Regions from separate parts of the Anas platyrhynchos genome. Here regions 1 and 2 are each linked to region 3. The links are chromatin contacts, called in public Hi-C maps. All regions are on one chromosome and are shown on one strand. The core of a region is the stretch at or near the end of the contact, and the rest is flanking DNA. Distances in the headings are between cores, read along the strand shown.

Evidence for each region. Hi-C and Micro-C count contacts between places; a contact is called where the count stands out from the background.
Region 1: a contact with region 3 is called in a Hi-C map of subcutaneous adipose tissue, with 4 times the contacts expected there. The contact joins the promoter of ADM here to the enhancer-like site in region 3. A contact is called at or near these places in 6 of 8 Hi-C or Micro-C datasets (F1 follicle, F5 follicle, liver and 3 more).
Region 2: a contact with region 3 is called in a Hi-C map of subcutaneous adipose tissue, with 2.7 times the contacts expected there. The contact joins two enhancer-like sites. A contact is called at or near these places in 3 of 8 Hi-C or Micro-C datasets (liver, small yellow follicle and subcutaneous adipose tissue).

What each region holds. Positions count from the first base shown.
Region 1 is chr5:63,534,666-63,538,793 of IASCAAS_PekinDuck_T2T, forward strand. ADM (adrenomedullin) reads left to right here and starts at 1,646. Exons shown (of 4, transcript XM_027461895.3): 1 at 1,646-1,802; 2 at 2,397-2,507; 3 at 2,760-2,900; 4 at 3,310-4,128. The coding sequence starts at 2,410. The coding sequence ends at 3,580.
Region 2 is chr5:63,554,980-63,559,160 of IASCAAS_PekinDuck_T2T, forward strand. No RefSeq gene overlaps it. Among named protein-coding and RNA genes, the nearest start is that of AMPD3, 15 kb to the right of the region's middle. Within about 2 kb of position 2,247, at least 2 of the 8 cell types and tissues checked have an H3K27ac peak or open chromatin away from gene starts, as enhancers often do. A contact at or near this core is called in subcutaneous adipose tissue, where this site is marked.
Region 3 is chr5:63,226,059-63,230,507 of IASCAAS_PekinDuck_T2T, forward strand. No RefSeq gene overlaps it. Among named protein-coding and RNA genes, the nearest start is that of SWAP70, 46 kb to the left of the region's middle. Within about 2 kb of position 2,478, at least 6 of the 8 cell types and tissues checked have an H3K27ac peak or open chromatin away from gene starts, as enhancers often do. A contact at or near this core is called in F1 follicle, small yellow follicle and subcutaneous adipose tissue, where this site is marked.

The DNA.
Region 1 (4,128 bases), core at 396-2,895, 310 kb after region 3:
ATTTTTTACTGGAACAAGAGATCTAAATTAAATCAAAGCAATGCCCGGGACACCAAATCCTGCCTTCTCATTCAGAGAAGTTAGATTCAGTTTCAGCTTCTGCTGACCAAGGGAACGTGCGGACTCCCTCCAGCCTGAGCTGCCTCGGGAGCTCTCGGAAGGCCGAGCACGGCCCTCGGGGAGGGCAGCAGGGCTGCGGCTCCGCGGGACCACTCGAGCCGGGGCCGAGGGGACGAGGCAGAGCCCGGGGCTGCCCGGCTCCCGCAGCCGCCTCCCGCCCCGTGCTCCGGCCGGGCAGGTGCGGCGCAGGAGCGAATCCGGGCTTGTCCCGGCGGCCAGCTCACGGCCGGGGAAACGGGGAGGGGGTGCGGGGTGGCCGCCGGCCGTGCGCTGCCCCCTCCGGGGCGGCAGCGGGCAGGGCGAGCCGCTGCCACCGGCTTGCCCCGGTGGCGGGGGGAGCGGAGCCGGGAGCCCCCGGGGGCCCGGCCGCTGCTGGCGAGGGAGGCGGCGGCTGCCCCGGAGTGAGCCGCATGTAGGAAAGTGTCAGTCATCCCCTCGCACATACCTCTGCGGGGTGTAGCAGGGAGCGCGGCTACCTAGCCAGGCAGAGTCACGGGCACGTAGCTCACCTCTCTCTGAAACACCGCTCGCGGCCAGATGCGGGCGAAGCACCCGGCACACGCTGCCCGGGGCCGGCTCCGGCTCCGGCTCCGGCCAGGCGCGGGGCGAGGGGCGCTGCCCCCGAGAGCTCCGCGGGGCCGAAGCGCCACAGGGCGCAGATGATAGGGGCTGCAAAAACAACAGGGTTTGCCTCTGGGCAGCCAGGAGAATGCTGTTAGAGCCCCCGATCCTGCAGGCGTTCGGGCGCTGAGCTAAGGGCAGTCCCGTACACCGGGCTGCGGCACCCGGCGAGCCGCGCACGGCTTCCCTGGAGCACCTCAGGTGCCCCGTGTTGGAGGCACAGGCACCGCTCTCCTCGGCCCAGGGCACACCGAGCGCCCCTACCTTCGCCTTCCAAACCCATTGGAACCGATTGATTTGAAGGGATCAAGTACCTCAAGAACACTTTATTAGATGAAAAATGCACCTACGTTGAGTCACAAATATTAATGACGGCTGATTTGTCACCTCTTCGCTTATGTAAAGAAGGCTGACATTCATTATAGTTACTCATGACAATTCACGTTGTCCAAATATGGGTTTATTTGTGAAACCTTGCTGTTTGATGGATTTGCGTGGATCTTGAAACCGATCGGGTCCGGTTCCTACGCTCCTGCTTCCCCCCACCTGAGGTTAATGTGCCCGAAAGGAGAAATTACGGCACAGACCGTACAAACTTACTTCTGCACTATACGGGCAGTTAAAAACACTGTCCCCAGCAAAACAGAACGAGGGGCTTAGCAGCTTTTGTAAATTATGCCAGGACTCGGATTCCACACCTAAAAGCCGTCGTTATAATTCATGAAGTACCATGGGGGGGGGGGGGGGGGGATGTTGAAGATAATTTACATGAATCCTCCAATTTTTCCCCCACGATGGGTTGCCCCCAGTCCATGCTAGAACGATTAAGCAGTGCCTGGGATGTGGGGGTGGGGGTAAGTGTCAAAGAGAAATCGCCCAGCCAGGCACGCCAAGGTCCACCCACTTCCCCCGCGCTGCGCTATAAAAGGGAGCGGTGGAGCGCAGCTCGGCAGTGGTTGCTCCAGACACACAAAGACAGAGCTCTCGCTCCTCAGGAAACCCTGCGAGTTCGGATCGCTACTGCAAGAACGTTTGTCTCAGTGGATTAGCCTCACTGTCAGGTAAGAAGTTTTTTTTTGTTGTTGTTTTCCTTAAAAAAAAAATAAATATGCAGGGGTGGTGGAGAGGAAGTGGAAATCTGCTAAATCTGGGCTGTTTTGAAGAGCTTGAACTTATGCTGCAGAGCCTTGCACTGGCTCTTGGCATCAGCTGCAGTTTACAACATAAGGTCCAGAATTAGCCACTTCTGCGTGTGAAGTGAGAAGATGAGCTATCGGGGATAAACTTCCAGGCAGCAAAACACTTACTGGAGCTGGGAAGCGATGCATCTGAAAGCCAGCTCCCTCTAAGCTCGTGGGTTTGCTGAATCCTAACGCAAGCCGCTGGGGGTATTCCGGCAATCCTGCTGGTTTTCATCCGCCTCTACAAGTAAAACTCTCGACAAACGTAAACTTTAGAGGCTCTGTTATTTACTCTGCGATAAGTTGCTGAGCAAATACTAGCTTTTGGTTCATGTCGCACACAAAGTTCCCGGTAGCCTGGGGGCTCTCCCGAGGGAAGAGGTTCTCCGAGGCACCGAAAGAAAAAGAGACGGACAGACCTTATTTGGCTTATCTGAGCAAGCATACTTATAAATTCTCTTCTCTATCCACCAGGAGTTCAGCCAGAATGAAACTGGTTCACGTAGCCCTGCTCTATCTCGGCTCTGCGACCTTCTTCGGGGTGGATGCTGCAAGGGTGGACGTAGCGACAGAGTTCAAAAGAAAGTGAGTATGGGAGCGCGCCCAGCCGCCCTTTGGAGCCTCCGCGCCCCAGCGCCGGGCTCCGGCTGCGACCAGAGGGACCGGACTCCCTGCGGGAATTGCACAGGGCCGCGTGCCCTTTCAGGAAGCATCCCCAAAAAAGTCCGAAAAAGCTCAGCGCTGCCAAAGATTATCGCCCCTCGAATCTGTTTGGTTTGGCTCCCGCCCTGCAGGCTTGCACTAACAGGCTCTCCTCTTCCCTTGCGCTCCTTTCAGATGGACGAAATGGGCACTGAGCCGAGCCAAGCGGGACGTGAAGCCCTCGGGCGCGCTCCGAGCGCTGGGAGCAGCCGCGGCCGTGCAGCCGCTCGTGCGGCCCCAGGACGTGAAGGAGGATCCCCGCGTCTCGCATCCCAGGTAACTTCCAGCTCGAAGCCGCCGGGCTCGACGCTTGCCCGAGCCAGCAGCAAGGTTCCGGGTCCCCTCGTTTCCGGGTGTTTCGGCTCCTCGCTGCAGATCCCCGAGCCCCGGAGACAGCTCCTTCAGGGAGCCGCCTCCCTTTCCCCGCGCTCTTCAGCCGGCGGCAGCTAGCCGCGCTTGTACTGCGAAAGCCGAATATAAAATAGTAACTCGAGCTCCGGCTCCCTAGATAAAGCGACAGTCGCAAACCGGCGGGGCCTCTCCCGCCGTGGGCAGCGAGCTCGGGTCGCCCCTCTCCGCCGCTCGGCGGAGGGCAGGGCCGGGGGGGCTGCACGGCGGGGCTCCTGCCCTCTCCTCGGGCCCCCCCGCGCCGCCCTCACGCCTGCTCTCTCTTCCTGCCTCGCAGCAGCCGGGAGGATGCTCACATCCGCGTCAAGCGCTACCGCCAGAGCATTAACAGCTTCCCCCACTTCCAAGCCATCCGCACGGGGTGCCGCTTCGGGACGTGCACGGTGCAGAAGCTGGCCCACCAGATCTACCAGCTGACCGACAAGGATAAGGACGGCGCCGCCCCCGTCAGCAAGATCAGCCCCCAGGGCTACGGCCGCAGGCGGCGCTCCCTGCGCTTCCCCCGGACTCTGCGGGCGCTGCCCCGCGCCCCCGCGCCGGGGCTGTGAGCGCCTCGGCTGCACTCAGGCACGGACACTCCGGGGGCCCGCGGAGCACTCGCGGAGAGCCCCCGCTCGGGCGGGACCCCGGCGCGCCCTCCCGGGGCCGGGGGCGGCGAGGAGCGGCGGGACGCGCCGCCGAGGGAGCTGCGAGGCCCCGCCGCTGCCGCCTGGGACTGGACGGCGGCCGCGCTCGCCGCCGGGGCCAAGACCGGGACCGGGCCCGGGCCTTCGTCGCCGGGAGGCTGCGCCCCAACGGCTCCGGCAGCCCCGAGGAGGGGAGCTGGGGGAGCCCGGCGGCCGGCCCCCGCCTGCTCTACCCTCTGCGCTATCTGCACCCGGCAGGGAATCGGACACTCACTAGTCCCTGCGGGGACTGCGATATACTTGAACGTCACAGAGAGGAAAAGTGCAATTGTACGTGGTTTTTGTTAATTATGTGCGGTGCGGTGTGTGTGGATCATGAGATACGTATCGGTATTTAAGATTGTCCTGTGTCATGTCCTGTTTGTATCTTTTTTGGAAAATATATTTTATTTTTATACGTTTTATATATA
Region 2 (4,181 bases), core at 997-3,496, 330 kb after region 3:
CTCTCTGCATTCACTTGGACATAATATGTGATCATGTAATAATAATGTACATACTTGGAATTTAATTGTAACTACATTGCATTCTTAAGCATTTTGTTAAAGGTGGATTACTTAACATGCCTTCATTGTTTATAAGGTTAATATGGCTTAATTTTTGCAACACATGCAAATCTATTTTTATTTACTTAGATGTTTAAGTCATTAGAATTAGTCTTCCACAATCAGATTTGAAGGAGGCTTACTCACATTTGCAGGTGGAGATGGTTTGGCCTGACCCAGCAATAGGACTTGTGGCTTCAGTAGTAGGAATGGCTAAATTAAATGCATATTCACTCAAACTGAGTTTGAGCGGTCTCAAACTGAAGACTAATCCTTTCAAAGACAGAATTAGAAGCAGCTTCCACTAATACAGCCACCTATAGAGTGGGACACTGAAGTACACCAGTTCCATCACGCCCTTTCTGCTGCAGGGACTTTATACTCCAAGGGAGCAAACAAATGTAAAGGGGACATCTCTCTTCAGAGTTTTTACAAGCAACCTGAGGAAATCTGTATCACAAATGAGGTACACCTATAAAGTAGCCACCATTAGTGACAGCTGATAAGAAGCACCAGTAATTCACATCTTGGTTTCCCACATCTCCAACTTCCTGTCAGCACTAACTTATATTGTAAGTAATATTATGCTCTGAGTTGTTCTTGCCGTTCTCCTGGCAGCCTTGTCATCCTCTGCAGCTGATTCCCTTTCCCTATGCTCTGGAATCATTTTCCAGGTTAACCAATTTCTTGCAGCATGGAGGTTGTAAACTCCTTCCATCAACTCCTTCCATCACGCTGTGACAGCTCAGTCTGCTTAGGACCACAAGTCAGACACATCCTGCAATATGCAGTTCCTGTACTGCTTCATGCAGCAGACACATCCTGAACTGCAAGAGCACGAGACTTAATTGATTCAATTTTAACTTGGAATTCTCTTTCTAATCTAATTTTCAAAAGGTCATATTAAAAAAAATCAAATGTAGGACTGGTGTTACTTAATGGTATTTTTGCTTCCTTCCCCTGAATAGCCTTAATTTCATTGCAATTAGTTTCATAAAGCAAGCTGCATTCAAGCTTGCTATGAAAGCTCTAGTTTTGCTTTCTACGGATTTTCAGCTTTGACTTAGATACCTTGTGATTTTTTCTGGTGGGTGTGAATATGAAAGACAAGTACGAGTTACTGAAGATACTTTAACAAGACTAATGAGACGACAGCTAAATTTTGAGTTGAACAGGAAGGACTTCTATAATGAGTTGGTAGGCTGAGGAATTGTTTCCCAGAGGACTGAGTAGAGCTCTGCTCCTTTCTAAAACTAACGGAGCTGGAGCACAAGACTGAATGGATCTCAGCAGTTAAGGGAGTAAAGATCTAGTGTATTCTGTTCTTTCTATCAAATCCTGATTGCTTTCTTAGTTTCCACCTAGTCAATTTTATTTGAAGGTTAAAAAAGTTTTCCATGTTGATTTCTTTGTTTTGCCATAGGCCTGCAATTGATCTGTTTACTAAAATGGTATTGCATTCAGGTATCAGCAAGATGTGGACTGCATTGCTTTGAACAGAAGACATACTGGTCACCACCTCGTGAAGTGATTTGCACTACGAAGAAAATTAAGTTTAGTTGTTTAGTTGCTGTGATTTATACTGACTATATGATAATGTTCAATGCTCATGTGACCAGCTCACTATTTTTCAGGACAAAACACTTTGATATTAATCTAAAACTGGAATATAAACAATTAAGCAATGTAAACTTCACAATCATTTTCACTTGCCAAAGGATAGAAAACCATGTGAAACTCAGACTGGATCTTCCTGATGGGATTTTGCAGGGCAAAGGAAGACAAAAATCCAGTATGTAAAACAGTTCACATCTTCTGTCTTGCAGATATCCCACATGGATCCACTCAGACCTCAGGGAAGTATTTTTGTGTAGAGTCTCTGTACGTGTGCACGGGGCAGGGCCCTACAACCAATCGGAGTAAGGCTGTGTCTGAAGTGTATGATCTGCAAAGCAATCTGCAAAAAAAAAAATCTGCAAAAAAACGTTGCTGTTTTTTAAAGGGAGATTTTCCCTACACTGAGGATGCTACAGGAGAACCTTAGCACTGCGCTTGTCAGTGTTTCTGCAGGGTTGGTGGAGGCTGTACTACTCTCCCACAGCCCTGGAGTGGTTAGGGGAAGGCATCACTGCTTCTGTTGGGCAAAAGAGTCACCACCAGACATCCAACTCTTCTGCTCTACCCACTCTGAGACCATGTCTTTTCTTCACCATTCCCTGCAAATCATTATTTTTCTCTTCAAGGACTGAATCATGGCGCTCTGCCTGTGTCCTTGTTAAGATCTCAGCAAGAAAAATGCCTTTGCTTAAGAAAATAACATCATGGGAAAGGCCATGGCAACACAAACACTTATTTTGCCAGAACACATTTATACTGGATGGGTGGGTAGTTCAGATGGCCATGAACACTTAATAAAGCTCATTTTTCTAGTAATTCCCCAAGGCACTTTCTTTAAAAAAAAAGAAGAAAAAAAAAACTATTACAGAGACAAGCATTTTAGTGGAAACTTCCAGATTTAAAACAAATATGATTACCTTCTTTTAGTATTATTTTCCTGTCACCTTAGCAATCTAGGGAAGACAATTTTTAGTCTAAATAGACTGTATCTTATTATACCTTTCCAACTCCTCAGTCTTTTATTTCTTATTTTTATATCCAAAATCCTAGTAACAGCCTGTAAGACATTTACATTCCTGCATTCTTGCCCCGGTTTTGTTGGGTACACAGTATTCCTTTTTTTTCTTTCTTTTTTTTTTTTTTTTTTTTTTCTCTCTCTCTTTAGTAACATAATCTTTCCGCATTTTTCCAGGTTTGGACAAACAGAAATGTTTGCAGCTTCCAGTTGGTGTTAAAAAAAAATTAAAAAACAAAAAACAAAAAAACTCTGGCCTTCAGACATGCATTTAAAACACTGAACTGAATGTAGAGAAAAGAAAATTAAATCTAGGATGAGGAATTAAAAACTCTCTAAGAACGTTCACAGAATTTGGAGAATTTAAGACCCGGATCAACCAATAGATCTCTTATTTTGATTCCTGTTTGTCATGGCCGTTACATTTTACCCCTTTATTGTGATATGGTGATCTGCAACTATTTTCAAATGAAGAATTCCTTCTAGAAAAGTACACTGTTTTGAGGTAAGAGCATCAAGGGTTAGACAGTCAACCAATTCCCCTGGCATTGATCAATCATCCACACTGCACGTGTAACTTCTCATTTGAATTTGCTGGCTTCAGCTTATAGCACGTGGTTCTCATTTTTCCCTCTTTCTACAATATTAAAGAGCCCATGTGTTCCTGATAATCTCACACAGAGAAGTTATTTGTGAACTTATCTAGTCAGCCTTGGTCCATTTTTGGGCAAAGTGAACACACGGCGCAGCTAACGCTGTTACGTGAAGTCCCTGGGCTGACACAACGCCTTGCTGCCCCCCAGAGAGGCTGGCCGTCTTTCCTTCCCTTCCTCTTACTCCTGCCCGCATACTCGTATCAATTCCCTTCTACCAGCTTTGCTGCTTGTCTAACTGTGCAAGCAGATGACTGAATCCCCTCTAGCAGGGGAAAAAGAGTTGATGCCCCTCCCTCAGAAAGGGGAATATCCTTCTCCAGGGTTAATGATGTGAGTAAGCATATTGTATGGTGAGGCAGGTGAAAGGGACAAAATGTGACTGCAAGGCCACGAGGATCGACCTGAGGGCAGAGATGGGGAGACAGAAGAGAGGAACTCAGCTGTACTGTCTAGCTCTGCCATAAGGCTCGCAGGGCAAGCTCATTTCTCTAGCCCTGAAACACTTTATGGATCTACCCTGTACCTTCTTCAGGTTTCCAACAGGCTTAAAATGCTAATGCCAAACTGCTTGAAATATTCCCTAGCTGTCTCCTATTCTATCTACTTTCCGATCACTGATGAAAGCCACCAGGAACATTGTGTCTAACATTGGTTGCTCTGGAATGCTGCCCCAAAACCCCATCTGCTAATGGTCCCCTCATGAACATTTGTTTCCCGAGATCTGCCATTTTGCTGGTCCTTCAGGTATCTTGCACAAACTCTACTAGCATCAAATAATGCCACTTCTCTTAAAC
Region 3 (4,449 bases), core at 1,228-3,727:
AGATCAGAGTTTGCTGTCTGAGGCCTCAGGAAGGGCCATTCCAACCAGGGCAACCCCTGCACGACCAGAGCTTTCTGGTGTGACCATCTGCCAGCCACTTGCAAAGAAACCTTCAGCTCCTCCACTTTCAATGCCTAATCCCTGGTGGGCTGAAAACCTCTTGTGATCTTGGGTAACAACCACAAATTGAAGCAGCCCTTGAATTTCTAATTAACAAGGTCTAAATCACCACGTAGCTAGCCCCAAAGTGTCATGAAAACTCATGGCAATGGTCATAAAGTTATGCCACACTCCAGCCAAGCCCTCTTTCATCATCTCTAATTCAGGCTGCTGACTCAATCCCAGGTAAGTTTTCCCCTCCCTTTTGCACTTGGAGACCAGGAACATCCTGGTAAACCTAAAAGGACTGACCTTGACACTGTCTCTCCAGACAGTTTTCAGAGCTTAAGCTCTGCAAAACAAAGCATTAAATTTTGCAGGGGGGTGTAATTCGCTTGCTGAATGCTAGAGTATTTCTGTTAAACATGAAGTGCAACAGGAGTCCCTGAATATGTTTTCAGTCTTGGAAACTGATCTTCAGCTCTCACTTTTGTAAATTCTCCAATACACAATGTTATTTTCACTGTTTTTTCTTGTCTGTTGCAGGTAATTTAGGATTTTCCAACTGTTCTAACAATTTAGAAGCTCTTCTATGTAAAAACACTTTCTTGTATTACAAAAGTTCCCTCTGGATTGTAAAATGCATTACAAAGGGGAGGGAGTTAGTCCCTCATACATTGCTTGGGCTGTTCTCTTGGCAGAAAATAACCACTGGCAGCTTTGTAAGACATGGAAAAAAGACTTATCTCCCAGATACTGGAAACACAGTCAAAGCTGCCTTAGCTGGGCAAATAGGCACTGGTTTTTCAGCCCTATTCCCTGCAGGTGCAGGTCTGCTGACGTCAAGGCTGTCATTATTGCAGGGCTCACAGCCCTTGAAATGTTTTATCTGCAAGCCATTGTCCAGCCCACAGCATAGAAAAGCTCCTCAAATGCTTCTGATAGGGACGGCTGGGACAGAGAACATCGCGTGCCCTCGATGCCTCCCCACTCACCTGCTCCAACTCTGTAGCCAAAAGTTTTGGGGAATCTCTGAAATATGCACTTTGAGAATCCGGTTGCTTTCCTGTTTGACTCAGAAATCTTCCTGGAACGTTGCTGCTTCCTGTCTGAATTCCTTTTCTGAAGTCAGGTTTTCTTCCTTCAATGCCAAAGCAGCCTACAACAAAGAGGAAAAGACAGCAGAGTTCAGGAAAGCACTCTTCTGATAATGCAAAGACTCACAGGTGCAACCTGCATGCATGCTCAGGATTACACAGTCATTAGGAAACTGGGAAAGCCACTAACGAATTCCAAAGCTAGACTCTCGCACAGTATTTCTATCTGGCTATTGTTTTTTGGGAGACTTGAAGATTCCTGTTATGAGGCAATGCTTCTTGTTAATTTCTTACCCTTTTCTATGCATCAGTGTTATTTTTTTCTCATCTATGTATGTTTTTAGAAAACAAAGCATTGCTCTTATCCCTTTTCAGGTATAGGAAGCACTTCGTAACCTGTTCACTAAGCACTGCTCAAGGGCAGGTTTTTTTTTTTTTTTTTTTTTTTTTTTTTGGGGGGGGGGGGGACAGGTGGGGGAGGGCAAGGAGGGAAATGAAACTGAGACATAACAAGTTGTTGGAAGAGCTGGAGCAGAGCCAGCAGCTCTGCATGCTAGTGGCAGGATGGCACATGGCTGCCCCAGAGAGCTGCCGACGAGCTGCTTCACCTTCTGGTGCAACAGAGCAGAGCTGCATGAGGACTCGTGTTCTGTTTTTCTGTGCTCTGCAATGCAGACATCCCCTGGGGTCCTGAAGTCGCAAGATGAAAAACTCATCCTTCCTTTTGGCCCAGATCCTGAACAGACATATGCACATGCTTAGTGCTGACCATGTGAGTAGCAACGCTGATCTCTGTGGAGCAATCCACACGCTTGATTTGAGAGCTGGGGAGAGAAGGACACTTGGTTCTTCGGTTGCCTGTTTTACATACCACTGGTAGAGATCCCACCCAAGAGAGAGCTGTGCAGCAGGATGGCGCTGAGCTACATACATGTAGCTATTTTTATTTCCATCGCTTGTGGCCTTGCTGAGACCTGCTACGAATTATCTGGGATATTACACCCCAGACAAGTCGAAACAACAGGTCTTGCTGCAGACTGTCTGTGTTTAGTGAGATGATTTAGTTACTGCTTTCCCCCCACCCCGTCTTCTTCCTTATTCCCATTAGTGACACGTTGGCTGCAGAGAAAAGTTATTCATGCTCTAGAAATGTAATATTTACTCAAAACAATTTTTATTTGGCTTGGCTTCTTCCCAATGCCATAAAGTGATAGCCAACCCCAAGTGCTTACATAGACAACATGTGCATCTGAGTCATATTTATGATCCTAGTTATAAAAAGCACACAATCTTGTTGTTTGGTGCAATGGGATGGGACTGAAGGCATCAGCACGTCTTGAGCATAGCCTGTCTCTGGAATCTGCAGAAATTTGCCATGCTCCAAATATAGAACTTGTGGGTGGAAGCTCAGACAGGAGCCAACTTTTTATACCATTACATCACAGGAATTGAGGGCTTCATGCCAAAGGATCCAAGGAAATTAATAAAGAGCAGAAGCTGTCCAGCTGTTTGAATTTAAAGTCACGGCAGAGAGGTAATTATTAATAAAAGCGGCTTCATTCAGAGCATGGTAATCTCATTGCTTAAATTGAACATATCCCCTCTTCACTGCAGCTTACCATTCTGTTGGAACTTGTAAAGATAATAGTTAGGAATTAACATCTGTAAGAGATAGGCCCAGCAAAGCTGAGATCATTCTAGATAGAGGACACGCTTCAGTTATAACTTTCCAGCTAAGTAATGCTCAGTGAGTATATGTATTTGCCAGTGGCATCACTGCTCCCCTGGCTGGAGGAGGTGGCTGGAACGTGGCATGCATTTTTCCAGTTAAAACACACAAGGTCTGAAATGGACAATGATCAAAGCTGTATCCAGCTAATTTGAAGAGTAATTCAATTTGTTTGACCTCCGTGTGCTGGGGCAGCCAGCATAAGCTCAAATGTTGCAGCCTCCGAGGAGCTGCCGGTAAGCACCAGGGCCTGTTACCAAGAGGCAGGGGGTGCCCTGACCGACCTTGCAGCCTGTCTGGGAGGTGCTGTGCATGCCTGCAGCCCCAGACCTGACACAGCACAGCTGGGGGTCAGGGCAGTGCTGATAATGGTAGAGGGCTACCACCTGTGCATGTAGAGGCTGCACCTACACAATGCAGACTACAGGTCTGCTAAATGCTGCTCCCTGCACTTCAAAACATAGTGCACACGATAGACACTTTCCCTGCTCATACAGTCCCCCAAAGCAAAACCTGGGCCTTCACATGGAAAAGGATCATGGGGTCTAGGTGCTGCAACTGTGTGCCAACGGCTGAACTCAGCAGGCTTGTCACAAAACACATAGCCAGGAGAATGCAGCAGAGTTTTCAGAAGAGGGGCTCCCCTGGTGTTTAAATCACAGAAATGTTGGTATAGCTTCAAAAATTTCCAGCTCATGCTCTGTTCGATGGTACACAAGGGCTATTAAAAAATTAGCTCTGAATTCTCTGGGAAGTGCCTTATTCCTGTTTTGAAGATAAACAAGCTGAGGTGGGAAATAACTAGAAGTTTCTTCACAGAACTGCTAGCATCAGCAAATAACAGAATCCCTGAAGAGATGATCCTGTACCCACAGATACCATATTGTGCTTGCATATGCATTTTCTGCAGCAGCACATACCAAACAGCCTTGCACGCCCATGCCTCAGTGGGGGCAATCGTGGCAAAGACCAGGACATGCAGCTACCACTACCTCTGTTTCAAAGCACCTACACAAATACGGCATCCTTCTCTCCAGGGAAAGCAGATTAAAAAATATATATATTAAAAATAAATCACTTTAACCAGGTGGCCGCAGGGTCATGATTTCCATAATATGAAGAAGACATTTGCTGTTGGGGAAAGGCAAGCGATAAATAGAAGAAATCAAGTCATTCTCCATTTTTTAAATGTGGTATTTCCACCTACAACACAAGCATGTGCATGTAGGAATTATTATGAGACTTGAGGTTGCTCTGGATTCAACGGGCTCTGTTACTAGATAAACTAGAACCATTCACTCATGCCAGAGAACCTACTAAGATACCCTGGCTCTGTTCAAGGTTTCCAAGCACTGTATTTTCTTCCTAGTATGTAGCTAATAATGGTAGTCACTGCATTTTATTTCTTGTGAATAATTGTGAACATCCAAAGATTAAAAACCTCAGGCTTACTGAACATCCCATTTATAATTAGGAGATGCCTGCCCGTGATGCATGACTCACAGAGGTAAGCTGAAGCACTGC